Regions from separate parts of the Danio rerio genome. Here region 1 is linked to region 2. Evidence: chromatin contacts called from public Micro-C data. All regions are on one chromosome and are shown on one strand. Each heading gives the region's core, a stretch centred on a gene start, on an enhancer-like site or on the middle of the called end of the contact. The rest is flanking DNA. Distances are from core to core; before and after follow the strand shown. Region 1 holds the start of smyd3 (SET and MYND domain containing 3). Region 2 holds the start of kif26ba (kinesin family member 26Ba).

What was found. A called contact is a pair of places that touch in the nucleus more often than the background predicts.
Region 1: a contact with region 2 is called in a Micro-C map of caudal fin, with 18 times the contacts expected there. The contact joins the promoter of smyd3 here to the promoter of kif26ba in region 2. A contact is called at or near these places in 6 of 18 Hi-C or Micro-C datasets (caudal fin, embryo, hematopoietic stem cells and 1 more) and 2 of 4 datasets of contacts at active chromatin or transcription factors (caudal fin and embryo).

Annotation. Positions count from the first base shown.
Region 1 is chr17:13,258,115-13,260,814 of GRCz12tu, forward strand. It overlaps smyd3 (SET and MYND domain containing 3), which reads right to left and starts at 1,256. Exons shown (of 12, transcript NM_001423732.1): 1 at 1,036-1,256. The coding sequence starts at 1,199. It overlaps tfb2m (transcription factor B2, mitochondrial), which reads left to right and starts at 1,553. Exons shown (of 9, transcript NM_001113617.2): 1 at 1,553-1,664.
Region 2 is chr17:12,703,344-12,706,229 of GRCz12tu, forward strand. It overlaps kif26ba (kinesin family member 26Ba), which reads left to right and starts at 1,391. Exons shown (of 15, transcript XM_692940.11): 1 at 1,391-1,797; 2 at 2,011-2,400. The coding sequence starts at 1,741.

The DNA of each region.
Region 1 (2,700 bases), core at 6-2,505, 550 kb after region 2:
TAAATAAATAAATAAAAAATAAATAATATAGTAGTTTATTGACTATGAAAAACATAATATTGTAGCAAAACGCTCAAATCATTTTAGCCCAAAATATTGTGCAAAAATAAAAACAATCGAAACAAAATAAATACATATTAGAGTAATGTTAAAAAAAAAATAAGAATGCGTATAAATGAATAAATATAGTAGTATATTGATTACGAAAAATATAAAATTGTAACTAAATATTTTTTTAAAATGTTAGCCGGTTGAAAAAAAACAAAGCAAAATACGTTCAAAAACATGTTAGAATTGTATAGTGTAAGGTGGGTGTGTGTGTTATATATGTATTATATAGTGTAATGTTATATTACTATTAAGATATATAGACAGTATATTAATATTAGATTATGAAAAACATAATATAATGTAAAACGTTTAGCAACAATTTAGTGAGTCAAATTTTTGCTAAAATAAAAACAATTGAAACAAATAATGCATAAAGTAATGTAAATAAAAATCATTACGTAATTTGTAAATAAATAAATAAAAAATGGTAGTATATTGATCATGAAAAACTTATTTTAAGTAAAAATAATTTAACAAAACGTAAAAAAAAACATGTTAGCCTGTAATATTGTGCAAAAGTAAAAACAATTGAAACTCAATAAATACATATTAGAATAATTCAAAATAAAAAATGATTTGTAAATAAATAAATATTGTAGTATATTCATTATAAAAAAGGAATATTGTAACAAAACGTTAAATAAAATAGAAATTTACTAAATAAAAATACTTAATAGCAAAGCACAATCAAAAATGTGTTAGAATTGTATATTGTGGTCAACACATTGAAAAGTGTCCATATTAATGCATTCATATACGTACAGTGCAGTATATGCCTAACTTTTCTGAGCACCAAACACATTTAGACATTGACAAACCTGAGAATAAATCATTGACCGGCTGTAACTTAAAGTATAAATTGTATTCTAGCGATTTTTTTCTAACAAAACAAAAATTCAGAGCATAAAAATGTGGTCTTCTTACCTCTTGAGGCAACTTTGACAGGCAGTTTTCAGGAAATCTCTTGCTACGCAGAACGCAAACGGCTTGCATGAATAAATCACCTCACCGGGTTTAATTTCACGCAGAGCACGCAAACCATTGCCTTTACCTTCACTTATAAACCTCTCCATAATCACAGCCTCCATCATTTCATAAAAATATCATCTGCAGTGACCGTCCATGTGTTTGTTCACGGTACATATGAACGCTCTGTTTGTATTTATGACAGTCAACTTTACGCGCCATTACGCAGCTTCTTTAAAACAATCTCATGCTCAAAAAAAGAATGTTTTCACTGAACAACTTGGTTTATTAAGATGGCGTCTACATATATATGAGCGTTTCGTGACAAAATGAATCATAATTGCACCTGTAAATCAAATAAAACAATGATAACATATTTCAAAATGCGTATAAATGACGCAGTTTTGATTTGCATGAAGATGTTTAGACGTCGCGGAGACATGACGTAGATTGTGCGCCTCACCAATGGGATTGCGCAAACTGCAGGTCAACAGCACGCGGAGCTCAATGTCACGGACTCGCGTGTTACGCAGCTTCAATGTGCTACATTAATGTAGATCCCGCGGACAAAAACTGCATCATTTGAGGTTAGTTTGGGTTAAAATAGTGTAAATGTGTAGTCAGCAGTCAGCCATGTCAAATGTTTATTTGAGCAGAGGAGCCTAATAGTTACGTATTCTGCTAACTGTAATGGTGTATCGTCTGATGTAGACAGGATTATAGTCATATCAAGGTTTAAGATGATGTTCAGTGTCGTCAAAAATGTGCTCATCACATTTATGTGCAATAATATAAGATATTAATGTTGAAATGTTACTTGGAGAGAACTTTGGAAATTTTTGTTAAATAATGATGCATAACAGAGTTCCCACAGTCATTTACACCCAGGGAATGTATAATATATATATTTAGTGTTCAGTTATAGAATATTTTATCTGCGGGATACTGTTTTTTTTTTGTAATTGCAGTTTTTATAAACTATAATTTAAGTACATTTTAATCCTTATGTACTGTTGAGGATGTTTTCATCCACTCTATGGCCATAACTTTCTGTTTTGGCTAGTAAAATGATTTTTGGTGACATCTTGTTTTGAGAAAATGCTTTTAATTATTTATTTATTTTTAAATAAGCATTGTACTCTGGGCAAATTTAGTACACAATTACATTTTATATTAGAAATAAGTAATTTTGTCTGTTTTTTTTTCACCAGATCAGTGACGTCATTTATGAATTTGGCAAGAAGAGTTAAAATCCTGTAATATTCTAAGCAATATAGTGGTGGGCTTGATCAGGACTGAGGTTTATTAACAGATTTATGCAAAAAAAAAAAAAAAAATCCCAAACATAACAAAAGGGTAGTAAATTCAATTTGGATAAAGAAGGCGTGTATATATTTGTTAGGTTGACAATTTTAAATAAATTAATTTTATATATGTAATATAAATACTACTGAGCGAAATTAAAACTACAAAGTTAGACATCTTAGACTTTTTTTTTTTAGAGGACATATATAATATTACAGATTAATTGAAGAGATGTTACTGTGAACTTTTTAGGGCTCAAAAAAATGAAAATATGATGTTAAGCAGGGGCCACAAAACTTTAAAGAGGGAAACGGTTCG
Region 2 (2,886 bases), core at 141-2,640:
TGCACATTCCTGTGCAAAACAACGTGTGATCACTTAAGAAACAATGACAATTATTGCTAAATGCAAATGTTTTTTTCTTCTTCAATATTTCAACATCTCAATTTGCATCTTTGCTGTGTATAGCTTGACACTTTTAACTTATTCAATATCACTATGCTGTTTAAAAAATATTACGAATATTTTGCAATAGTTGATTTGGCTCACCTTTTAATATTCTGATATCATTATGTTGTTGTTGTTGTTTATTTTTACATCAATTGACTTAACAAAAGAATTAATTTTACCAAATTATTTAATAAAAAATGTATGTTAAATATTTTTGCACTGTAATTGTTTTATTTTTAGTGCTGTAAAATGTTTTGCTATACATTATTAATCGATGAATTACTGATATAATTGATCATTTTTTTATATATGGCTGTATTGAACTTAAATGAATTTCTATAAGGGACTAAGCTGTAGGAAAATGAAATAATAAATGATAAAAACATTAATTTAATTAAAACATTCATTAAACTACATTTGTAAATGTATTTTATTTTATGTTGTACAATAAAAAAATGCATTTGCTTTAAAAAAATATGTTATATATTAAATTATTTTTTTTAAGTTAATTATAATTGTTAGTCTCTTTTATAAAGCTGTGGTGTGAGCATGTGTGAGCAGTAAGTGGTGCTATTTACCCATGCTTAAATGTCCCTTCATATTCCTACTACACATGCATAACAACTAAATTCTGGCAAGTTAATTAATTCCTGTGCAAAACAACATGTGGTCACTTAAGTAACACTGACAGATACTGCTAAGTACAAATGTTTTTTTCTTCTTCTTCAGTATTTCAACATCTCAAATTGCATCTTTGCTGTGTAGCTTGACACTTTTTTTTTTTTTAAATTCAGTAATACTAGGTTGTTTAAAAAATATTAAGAAGATTTTTACAATAATTTATTTGGCTTACATTTTAATATTTTAGTTCATATTATATTATATAATAGTATATTATTTTTTAATCATCAATTGGCTTAGCAAAAGCATTCATTAAGTTCACCACTATTTTTTTATAAAAAAAATATGTTGCATATTTTTGTACTATAATTGGTTTATTTTTTATACTGTATTGTTTTTATTTTAACGCTAATAATTGATGAATTATTTATATAATTTCTTAGTTTTCAATACAAGGCTTTATTGAACTGAAATTGACTTTCTATAATGAATTTTGACCTCAAATCGGTCGTTTTAGATATCATTTATTTTACCGTGTGGGAAACAACGCTCTCCCACATGTCAGTCAGCAGACCCCAGGCATTTAATTGGCTGCGGGCTGCTGAGGAGGCGTGGCCGTTTCACCCAGAGACAGATGTGTGCGCTCCTCTGGAGTGAGAGCAGCGCAGAGATCAGATCAGCAGAGCCTGATCTACTGTCAGCCTGTGCCTCACACAACTCCATATGAATAGAAAAATGCGTCTGTGCTGGGATGCTGTAAAATCTAAAGCGCTGCGCATGGATCCAGCATTTCAGAGAGCATAAGTAAGGACTGGATTTATCCTGCTGAACATTTTCAGATTGGACAACAGTTTGTTCTGCAAATGCCACTGTGGAAGATGGATAAATTTCAGCATGGTACTAGTCGCTGAGAGTGGACTTTAGAGGGGCTACTGAACTGACCTGAGACAGATTTTTTGGATCTTTTTGTTGTGGATGTAACATTTTTTCAATCCCTTTTCGTTTGGCTTTATCATGACCTCTCTAACAGGAAATAAAGACAGATCTGGGACCAGGAGTAGAAAGCATGGGGTAAGATTGCATTATTATTATTATTATTATTTGTAGAAGTCATATATTGGTAGGGTATATGAATATCATGTGCTGATTACCTTTAAGTGTGGAATAACTAAAACAACAAACTATTGTCAATGTCAAGTGCATAATGCGGTTTATTGAACCATGTTGCGCACTTATTTTCACATGCATCCCATGCAATAAAATTACTATTTATTTTCTCTATAGACGACCGATTCATCCCCTACAAAATCAGCATCATTTTCTCCTGAAACCTGGTACCGAAAGGCTTATGAGGAGTCCCGGAGTGCCAGCCGCCCGGTGCCTGAAGGTGCCGGGTCTATGCCCGGGTCCTCTGGAACCCCTTCTCCCGGATCAGGAATATCATCCCCAGGCTCTTTCTCCGGCTCACCTGTTACTGTATCCCCTGGAATCAGCACCGGATCGCCGGGTTCCTTAGGAGGATCTCCAGGATTCGGCACCGGTTCTCCAGCCTCGGGTAGCGGGAGCTCACCTGGCTCTGACCGGGGGATCTGGTGTGAGAACTGCAATGCTCGGCTGGTGGAGCTGAAGAGGCAGGCGTTAAAACTACTCATTCCCGGACCCTACTCTAGCAAGGTAAGCTGACATATATCTGACCCCCTTAAGTATATCCCGATATCAGTTTTGACCTGCTTTTTGAAATGCATCATGCATGCAGTCAGATGATGAATGAACTCCAGTGTTGCGGTGCGTAATTTTGGATACGCAGCGTTAATGGCTTATTAAACTTGGACATACAGGATTTCATGGCAAAATACAATGCAACTTCAATAAATAAAATGTACTAGAGAATGAAAATGCCATGGACTGTTCCATTGAAAGCGCACAGAAGTGTTGCACACGAGGGGTGGAGTGCTGAACCTTTGTAACACACTGCAGCATGTTGCAGATCCTCTGTTATTCCAGTGCGCCTCCGCGTGTCTGAGATCATTGGTGAGACTGGCCAAATGGGGTGAATTAATTGCTGACTAAAAGTGTCTTCCCTTTGATTCAAGGAGACTGTAAAGTGAACCAGATTGTGTAAAGAAACACGTCATACCATGATGTGGCTTTGGTGGAGAG